Linked DNA regions of Drosophila melanogaster: regions 1 and 2 are each linked to region 3. Evidence: chromatin contacts called from public Hi-C data. All regions are on one chromosome and are shown on one strand. The core of a region is the stretch at or near the end of the contact, and the rest is flanking DNA. Distances in the headings are between cores, read along the strand shown. Region 1 holds the start of Usp2 (Ubiquitin specific protease 2). Region 2 holds the start of Ntf-2 (Nuclear transport factor-2). Region 3 holds the start of CG5800.

Region 1 (3,287 bases), core at 112-2,611, 4.8 Mb after region 3:
ACCTTGTTGTTGTACTCCTCGATGAAGCTGCCCAGTGCGAGCCGGAATCGCTTGTCCGGCCTTACACTCCAGTTCATGGAGTACAGTGGCCATGGCGCGAGATATTTGTAGATCTCCTTGCGCTTTCCGGCGGTCGAGGACATAACTGTAGATATGGAAAAGGATCAGCATGAGAATCTAGGACTCGTATTCGAATTCGGAGTCTGGATCAAGAACCCACCTGAACTGTGTGATTGGATACGGATATCCAGACCAAGACGAAGATCAAGACTTGGATGACAAGGTGCTGCTGAGTTTTCTCAATGCCGTTTAGCTGGTGGCCGGCCTAATGACGACGAGCTCCTTTGGTGATGATGACGACAATGATGATGATGGCTGATAATGACCACTCACAGCAGCGGACAACTCAAGAAAACTTCATGGAATGGGAAACAAAGGTCTTTGCTTGCCACTCGCATTTGCACACTTTACCGGCTTGCTTTTCCTTGGCTTTTCCTGTAGCTTTCCTCTTTTCCGAGATTCACATCATTTTGTGCACTGGCAGTATTGCCAGCTCGCCCGTTTTCCGACTAGAGTCCGTCCGTCCGTTTGCCGTCGTTATTCCGGCGAAATTTAGGTCTGGAGGACACCGATCGGAGAAGTCGAACTGTACTCAATCAACAGGGCGAAGGAATTAATTCAACGGCGTGCACATCGCGACCGCAACGCATCCGTTTGGCCAGCAAGTGGAATTGTGCCCGGCACTCCGTATAAGGTGGCAACACTAAAACGTAATGCGACGCGAAAATTCGTTTGTGGCGGTCCTTCGATGGGCAAGCTGCCCCGGTTTTACCTTATAATTTGGTTAAGTTTCCAATCCAACCACAGTTTTCTGAAACAGCACGGTCGGAATTACACGGAATTAGTATTCAAAGAACTTTTAATACATTCTTTTCGACAGAATTTTCACACAAAAACAGTGTGACCGCGCAGATAGCTATAAGAAATACCTTGTGCAAAATCATTGTTATATACCAGATAAACAAAATACTATTTATTTAAAACAAAATTCTGTATTAAATTATATTGAACTGTAATATATAATATTCTAGGCTTGACTTTAGTCTAATTAAGAATTGAAAGTTGTGTGTTTATTTCCACCCAGAAATCTTTTCCCTGGAACTGGAAATATAATTCGATTGGCGTTTTGTGCAAAAACTATTAAGTTTGAAGCATATTTTTCAAATCCCATATGATGGAATTCTGTGTAAATGGAACATTAAGAAGGCCTCTGCTCATCTGTTAGCAAGTACACCAACCATACATGCATCAGGCATAGTTCTTCGATAGTTATCGAAGAACAGTTAACCTATCTTCAAAATCTAGTGACGGTGACTTCGTTTCGGCGTGCGGCCACACTAGCAAAAAAAATAGGATTAAAAAGTGAGTTCTGTGTTGTGCAAAAAAAAATTGCTTTAATTCGACCGGAAAAAGGCCCTTTTGCGGTGCAAAACGATGATGTCGCTTGGCTGGCGTTAAAATTTGTGGGATATCATTAAGAGACGGGACTTTCGGCAGCGCGACCTCGTTCGCCTCGTGATGTTCGTTTTGCGGTCAAATTTTCACCTTCGCCACCCATCCCCTCGCCCATTTGTTTTCTATCTTAGTATGAATTTATACACTTTATATACGCATTTGCCTTTGTACATTTTTTGTGTTCCGTGGATGTATGAAAAATTCCTAATAGCCGTCGTCGTCACTTTTCCACTTTCCATTTTGAGAAAGATATTTCACTTTGCGTAATTCGTACGCTGCCTGGCGCCTGTGTGTGTGTGTGTGACCGTGTAGCCAATAGTGCTACATCGCTCGCGCGCACAATCTCGGCACTGTTTTACTACTACCCTGGCTCGCCCCCTCTCCCTCACACATTTCACTGCCAAACGTACGCGCGTGTGTGAGTGCACCTTTTAAAAATAGAATCTCATTTCGTTTCGTTTTATATATTGTTTTTGCTTTTATCACAATTATTTCGATTTTGACGTGCAAAGAATGTATGAGTTTTGTGTCTAAAGAAAGCGGCTAATCGTGGTAACCGTTGAAAAAGTTCAGCTACACCTGTGGGTACTCGCGTGCGATTGTGTGAGCTTGGATAATTCAATTTTTTTAAGTGAATGTGTGTGAATGGGCTGTAGTGTAGTTGTAGCATTTTATGAACGAAAGATCGATTCGTGAAAGTGTGGCCATCTTATGTTAGTTAAGGCCTACCACCCGCTTCTCCCATCCCCCTGCACTACACCACCCGCAGAGCCTTACACTTGTGCATGTATGTATGTAAAAGCAACGGTTTTCTCGAATGGGAGCGTAGACAGCCTGGCGGCACACACACGAACGTAACTTCATTTTAAGTGTTACCGCATAAGGACAGCCGTCCGCGTCCCACACCGCCCCTACCCAGTTCAGCCAGCCAGCGTCACACTGAAGTTGTTGTTATGGCAAACTTGAAAACGGCTTTTCTCTATTTATTACTATTTTGCGATTGTAAACAAGTGTCGATCGGTTTTCCACTCTCCGCCTAACTGTTCATCAGGGACAAATCGAAGGCCACAAATTCCCGAGATGTGCGTGGGTGTTTTTTGCGCTTGTGAAAAATCAATCGTGGGAAGGGGAAGAAAGACGAGGAGTTCCGCTTGAAGGGTTTCGCATTATCTTATGCAGAATTCAAGATAACCTTGCGCCTGCAAGCCTTCATTTCTCCAATAAGTGAATCAAATGTAAACGGACAAGGTCTTGACAATTTAGAATTGTTTGCACTACTAAAAGTACCGTCATAAAAATGTGGTTTTGATTAAAAGATGTTCCCTCATTAGATCATTTACACTGGGCATTTTCCAATCTTTTGGGTATATTTTTGATAAAGAAGTTAGAATATTATGGTCCGATTAGTATGAGGTTTTGAATTCGAATTAATTTGATAAATAGGGCCTTCTAAAATTCCATTCTTTTCAGTTTCGCCTACAACTTTAGCAGCAACAAGAACGGGTCTTAGATGTAGCACATATGCAGCCATTAAGTTTAAAACTAACCTAATCCTAGGGATATAATGCGATGATAATGTAAATAACGTGACGCAGGTGGGTACATGGACACGTTGACGCTGTGATTTCCATTAATGAAACTGAATTCCGCCGTATAGCCCACGAAAAACAGAGAAAGCGAAGCAAGACCGGAAACAAAACAGGAATCATCCGCTCAGCAATACCACGTGCTGCCAGCAGACCAAGGACACTCTCGACTTCATCCGGAACCCG
Region 2 (3,246 bases), core at 338-2,837, 3.4 Mb after region 3:
AATAGAGACAGGAGTGACTGTCTCTAACACACAGTAATAGTGTAAAAATCACGGAGCAGACCAATAGCCAACCCCTCCGCTTATGAGTCCCCCGTCGGAACTTCACCCTTCACACCCAACCCTTAAGTCCATGACGCTGCGCTTGCTCTCTTGACCAGCCGGGCAGCAGCATAATAAAAACCCATTTTGCGTCTGAGCCAAGGTGGCCGGCGGAATGGTTTGTGTCTGAGCCTCATCGGCCAGCACCGTAACCATCACCTGGCGAATGGTATAGGGCCGCACACCTTGCAGTCCAAGGTTCTAAGGACCCCACCCTATAAGCCAAACGATGGCACCCCCAAGGGGCCATTATAAGTGACCTCCCCCCCAAACAGAGCCCAACCAGCAAGGCCCCCTTTTCTAGAAATCGAGGAGATGGGAGATATATTATACAACGGGGTGAGGAGCATTAATCTGGCAATGAAGAACACATTTGCCAGATTGAAGGATCTCCAACTAAAGCTGCGCGTGAGGCTGCCGGAGGAGGAGAATTCGCATGCCAAATGCACCGCAAGAACTGATGCTAGCCAACAGACCATCCCTAATGGCCTCTTTAGCTATGAAGAACCGAGTAAGGGCAAAGACGGTGTCAAACCAAAGATCGCACGGTGATGTCCAACGCCCTGCACTCCAAGGAGCTGAAGTTGGCGTTGCCGACTCGACCAGCAAGACGGTAATAATGCTGCTCAAAGGTGCCTTGAAACGTGCGACACATACTGAATATGCCATCCAACTGTTTTTCTGTTTTTTATTTTTGTTCTTAGCTAAATGTAATATGTCAAATAAACGAATTTAAAAAAAACCTAATCCTGCGAACCAAACATAGGTGTGTGTTGTGATGGAGGCAACTCCTGCGCAGGCGCGCGATGTCCGTAAATGTGGTGAGCATTGCCACGAATTGTGCGCGCCAAACGCAAATTTTCCTGCTGCGATGCATACGCACTGCCGGTGTGACCAGATCGGTCACTCTTATCGATATCGTTACCAATCCAGCTTACTAGCTTTAATAAATTCTATAAACTTGTATATCGAAAATAAAATTATTATTAATATTATATTAATATCATTTCAAATGGCAATGAATATTTAATTTTAGTAATAAATTGGGGTGGATATATGCTTTTCCGAATGTGAAGAAAACATCATCCTTTCAATATCTGGTTTATCCCTCCCGTCTGAAAATTGTGAAAATACAAGCGATTCCACATTATGAATAAACGGATCTAAAAATCAACTTTAGATACCTTACAATGGATTGTAAGTTGCGTTAGCTTAAGTATGACCTGCAATTAAACAACAAATCAAAGAAAAGTCGTCCCGAGCGAGGAAAAAAAATAATATATGAAACACAAATAATTGTTTTCCAAATGACCAAGTATTACGCCTGACAGAAATGCAATAATTTGTTCTTACATTTATGTGACCCTATCATCATCGAATCATATTTCAAATTCCAATTCCGATTTCGTTATTAGGACATCGGGCTGTAGCCCTGGGTATCGTAATCGATAGTTGCGAAATAGCAGTCAGCGATAGTGTCTGACAAAATCGACGTTGTTCCACCCCTAACAAAGAGTGGTGATCTGAGCGCAGTCGGTTGATTTCATTTGGTTTTTTTTTTAATTATTCGTGTCGCCGCGATCGGATCGGATTTCCCATAATCTCTGAGCGTTCCGCCTATCCTTCAAGTGAAATGTCGCTGAATCCGCAGTACGAGGACATTGGCAAGGGATTTGTGCAGCAGTACTATGCGATATTCGATGACCCGGCGAATCGGGCGAACGTGGTTAATTTCTATAGCGTAAGTGTTGTTGCTTCCCGCTTCTGCTCGTCGCCTTTCATCTCTCCTTTATTCCCGTCTCCGCTTTCGCCTGCACATTTTTCGCTTGCCATCCCCATCACACGCACAGGTGACGCGCGGCGCGCCCTTGAAAAATTCCGCCTCCTTTCAGCAGAAAATGAATAAAGAAACTGTTGCAATGCGAAAAAGAGCGCGAAAAAGAGCAGCTGGAGATATACGGTCGGCGTATCCGTGATATCGTGGGAATAGGATGAATGTTGATAGGGGCGGGGGCAGCGTTCGATTCTCGAAGTTTCGGGTGACACATTACGCCCATGCTCGCATAAATAAATACACACATACGAAATATATGGCCAACATACAACTGCGGTTAGCACAATAGGGCCCAATATACGATATAAATTCGTGAAAAAATTGTATTAATATCTTGAAAAATATGGCATAATTGTGTTTCATTAGTTTCAATCAATTCAGTTTTTTTGTCACATAAAAGAGTAAATGAAAGAATAAAAAAGTCTATAATGATAAAGTATTGAAAATAAAACTATCTGTTTGATATGTTTTTAATTTAAATATTAACAGTTTTATAACCAATTTTGTTCTTAATAATACGAAATATCATTACTAAGTAAAACATCATCATAACACTTATATCATTATATATTTTATACTTCCAGGCTACCGACTCATTCATGACCTTTGAAGGCCACCAAATACAGGGGGCACCCAAGATTCTGGAAAAAGTTCAGGTAAGTCCTGATTATATACAGTCATGGGCATATGTATAATATTTTGCATACCCTTCCTATTCCTGCAGAGTCTGAGCTTTCAGAAGATTACCAGAGTGATAACCACAGTGGACTCGCAGCCAACTTTCGATGGCGGAGTTCTGATCAACGTCCTTGGAAGACTACAGGTAAAACCAGAATTCTCAACAAGAAAACTGTCCTAAACTCGCTGTCGGGGGGAAATTCAATGACTGCCTGCGGCGGCGGTTAGAATATTAGCACTGCCGACCAATTCAATCGATTTTCTTTTCAAGTTTTGAATTTTATTTTTGGTCTTTTCAACACGTAAATGCTTGACAATCGTTTTTGTAACAAATAGAACGTTTTGTTTTGGCTTTCACATAAGAACATTATTTATTTTGCACTGTTTCCCATTTATTTGTTATCATGTATGGGCTTTATTAAGCCTGCCACTTTATTCCATTAAGTGTTCTTCATTCTAAGATACATTATACCCGTTACTAGTGCAGTTAAAGAGTATACTATATTCGTTAAAAAGTATGTAACATGTAGAAGCAATCGTTTTCGACAAAATGTAGTATATATATTCTTGATCAGGATCAATAGCCGAGTCGATCTGGCCCTCTCCATATGAACGTCGAGATCTCAGGAACTATA
Region 3 (3,588 bases), core at 985-3,484:
GTCCTTTTTACTTATGTACTAAAATCCGAATTTAATATTTAGTTATTTGTGTTGCCCGTAAAGTTGTCCGCCAATAGTCAGGATTGTGGACATGATGTGGATTGGCTCCGCCCGCGAGCTTTTTTAAAACCAATAACGATAAGGGAAATTTTCCGTTAAAATCTAACTGGAGCCGCCATGGGTCACCTTTCCGCGTACTTCGGTCCGCATGTGTTGTAATATTATATGTAAAAAAAAAAAAGTGTACTAAATTCCTACATGGATTTCCTTCCTTGTTGCCCTTCCTCACTCCTCGCCGTAGAAAATGCTGAAAGTATAAAGGTTTATTGACATATGAGTAACATGGTTGAGTGTGGATATCAAAACTATAAACAAAATAATGAAGAAATCAGACACAATGCGTGAAATTAAGCAACGAAACGGGCAAATATAAACTGAAAGTATCAACTGAGGAATAACTGAATTTAATACTTCACAGCTGTGTCGTTATTCTAACCTTATTGTGTATATAGAGATATTAAACGCACCGGTTTTTGGCGGAAGAGCGCTTCGAGGAGCGTTCAATACGATTGTGCAGATTTGTCCTGGGATAGCATTCATCGACGAGGCGCTCGGTCTTCTTGGGCGATTCGCGCAGCTCCTTAACGTCCACGTTCTCCTGGGTTGCTTGTTTCCGCATAAACTTTTCGATAAGCGCATCGCACGCCAGATTCTTACTCGGCTCCCAGGAATCATCCTTCGGTCCATACTTCTTCCATCGGATCTTAAACATGTCGCCCTCCTTGGTGGCAACGTGATCAAGAATTTTTTCGACTTCCCATTGCTTTTCTGGGTCGATTGAATCGTCGGCTTTCTTGGTGCCGGCGTTCCGTCGACCACGTCCCTTAGCCTTCTTAGCGTTTGGCGAGGACTTCGATTTAGCTGCAACCTTCTGCAAAGCAGCAAAGATAAAAAAGTTGGACTTCATTGATCAAAATACTGTCCTATAAATAAAATGAATCTTAAAGTATGAGGCATTTTTGGCCAAGATAACCGCCATATAACGAAATTACTCTCAACTGACTACACTTTCTCATCAGCGTTTCAGTGTAATGTTTTAAAAGCATACATTTTTATATGTACGCCAGTTAGCGCTAATGATTTCGAATAATAGTACAGTCATCATAATCTAACCTTTTCGAAAGGTTTTGAGTCTCAATGTTTTGTAATTGCTGACTAGAATTTCGTAGAATTTACTGAGGGTTCAATATCTAATTGGGTCTAGTATTTTTTGATTTCTCGAATTGATGTCTCACCTGGGGTTGAGCTGATTTCTCATCCTCTGTTCCAGCATCGACATCGGATTCCGAATCCTTTTCAGCAACCTTCTTGCCATTTTTGACGGAAGAAGTCGAAGCCCTGCTCAGCTTGCGCTTCTTGATCGGACTTGATGCATGTGCAGAGGCTTTGGAGGTGGAGGGCAGTTCATTGCTATCTTCCGTTTCACCGCGCACGGATCGCCGTGTCTGGCGTTTGATATTTGGCTTCCTTGGCGAACTGTCGGCACTAGGGTCTACATCGGAATGATTAGCATCATCATCCGAATCCTCTATAACGATTTTTTTGCCATTTTTGCGGGGCGAAGTGGTGGCGTTCCTGGCCTTGCCCACCTTGCGCTTGTTCCTTGCAGCTGGTACATCCACGTTGGAGGTAGAGGTCTGGCAATCGCTGTCTTCGCTGTCAGAGGCCACAGTCAGTTTGGCCTTTCGTTTGTTCGGCGTCTTCCTGGACGATCGACCTGTCCCATTGGACTTTTGCTGGTCAATCTCCTCGTTTTCGCTCTCGTTGGCGACTCCGTTCCTGCGCTTACTTTCTGCCACCTTCTTACTCGCCTTGGCCATAATGCACTTGTTTATCCGGTTGTGTGACAACGTCCAATTTGCTCTACGGTGGCGATTTCAATTGCCGCGTACCAGCAAAACAAATTCTTTATAGAGTTTTTTGACGACTGTACACTTGGCAGTGTTACCAGACTGCAAGAAACAAAAAATCACGAAGTCGGGATATGCAGTTTTATAAATATATATATATTTATATTTCCTGGGAATATTTATTTAATGTTTATCAATCGAGATCCCGAGATCGAATCGAAGTAAGAAAGTAAGAAAATTAATTCTTTCCAAATTTCTAGAAACGGTAATACAAATTAGTGGTCGATACATTCGACTTGAAATGCGAATTAATCGATTGAATAATCGTTTCTTCTCTCATCCCTAATTCCAACCGCGTGCGAATTTCAATACGTTTCGAAACGACCGCATTTTGGTCAATAAACAGAGGGTATGCAGCGCCAGAAACCCAAGGGACCCGGCAAACCGGGTTCGCGTTTCAAGCCGGGATCCGGCACGTTCAAAGGAGCTGGTGGTGGCCGGAAAAGCGGCGACAACAGCCAGAAGCGTCCGCGCCAGGAGATCAACAAGTCGCGACTGGCCGCCACCGAAGCGGAGATCCAGGACCTCAAGACCAAATACGCAGAGATCGATGCTACTGCCATTAAGAAGTTCGCCCAGTTTCCGCTGTCCAAGAAGACCCAAAAGGCACTGGCGGAGTCCAAATTCGTGCATCCCACGCAGGTGCAGCGGGACAGCATTGGACCCGCACTGCAGGGCAAGGATGTGCTGGGCGCGGCCATCACAGGCAGTGGCAAGACACTGGCCTTTCTCATACCCGTAAGTTGGTCCTCGTCCCTTCTTCGAAAGAAATTGCCGGCTGTAAGTTATATATGCAATGGTCCATTTATTGCAGGTTCTGGAGCATCTGTTCATGAACAAATGGTCGCGCACCGATGGCGTTGGCGCTATCATCATCTCGCCCACCCGCGAGCTAGCCTACCAGATCTTCGAGACCCTAAAGAAGGTGGGAAAGCACCACGACTTCTCCGCCGGCCTCATCATCGGAGGCAAGAACCTGAAGTTCGAGCGCACTCGCATGGACCAGTGCAACATACTGATCTGCACACCCGGAAGGCTGCTGCAGCACATGGACGAGAATCCTCTCTTTAATACGAGCACCATGGAGATGTTGGTCCTGGATGAAGCCGATCGCTGTTTGGATATGGGTTTCCAGAAGACCCTGAATTCAATCATAGAAAATTTCCCACCAGTGCGTCAAACGCTGCTATTCTCGGCCACGCAAACGAATACGGTGCAGGATTTGGCGAGGCTTAATCTAAAGGATCCGGTCTACGTAGGCTACGGAGGAGCGACGCCAAGAGAAGAGCCCAGCGCCAGCACGAAGAAGACTCCGAACACAGCTGTCTTGGCAGTTCCTGAGCTTTTGCAGCAGAGTTATGTGGTGTTGAACCTGGAGGACAAGATCACCATGCTGTGGTCGTTCATCAAGAACCATTTGAAGCAGAAGATCATTGTGTTCGTGGCCAGTTGCAAGCAGGCCAAGTACCTGTACGAGATATTTTGTAAACTGCGGCCGGGTAGCCCGCTGCTGGCTCTCTATGGAACGCTCCATCAGGATCGTCGCATTGCCATCTACGAGGATTTCCTTCGCAAGAGCCACGTCGTTATGTTCTCCACTGATGTGGCATCGCGCGGT

The links. Hi-C and Micro-C count contacts between places; a contact is called where the count stands out from the background.
Region 1: a contact with region 3 is called in a Hi-C map of the Kc167 cell line, with 1.9 times the contacts expected there. The contact joins the promoter of Usp2 here to the promoter of CG5800 in region 3. A contact is called at or near these places in 8 of 107 Hi-C or Micro-C datasets (the Kc167 cell line, the S2 cell line, embryo and 3 more).
Region 2: a Hi-C map of the Kc167 cell line shows a contact between it and region 3, with 5 times the contacts expected there. The contact joins the promoter of Ntf-2 here to the promoter of CG5800 in region 3. A contact is called at or near these places in 7 of 107 Hi-C or Micro-C datasets (the Kc167 cell line, eye imaginal disc, larval brain and 4 more).

The regions. Positions count from the first base shown.
Region 1 is chrX:22,454,442-22,457,728 of dm6, forward strand. Usp2 (Ubiquitin specific protease 2) reads left to right here and starts at 1,362. Exons shown (of 10, transcript NM_001298598.1): 1 at 1,362-1,422; 2 at 2,986-3,110; 3 at 3,173-3,287. It overlaps wap (wings apart), which reads right to left and starts at 981. Exons shown (of 6, transcript NM_001298597.1): 1 at 833-981; 2 at 221-618; 3 at 1-145. The coding sequence starts at 143.
Region 2 is chrX:21,033,882-21,037,127 of dm6, forward strand. Ntf-2 (Nuclear transport factor-2) reads left to right here and starts at 1,588. Exons shown (of 5, transcript NM_001272821.1): 1 at 1,588-1,840; 2 at 2,518-2,589; 3 at 2,658-2,756. The coding sequence starts at 1,733.
Region 3 is chrX:17,634,047-17,637,634 of dm6, forward strand. CG5800 reads left to right here and starts at 2,235. Exons shown (of 2, transcript NM_133002.2): 1 at 2,235-2,708; 2 at 2,785-3,588. The coding sequence starts at 2,322. CG8289 reads right to left here and starts at 1,998. Exons shown (of 3, transcript NM_133001.3): 1 at 1,296-1,998; 2 at 528-931; 3 at 1-307. The coding sequence starts at 1,880. The coding sequence ends at 286.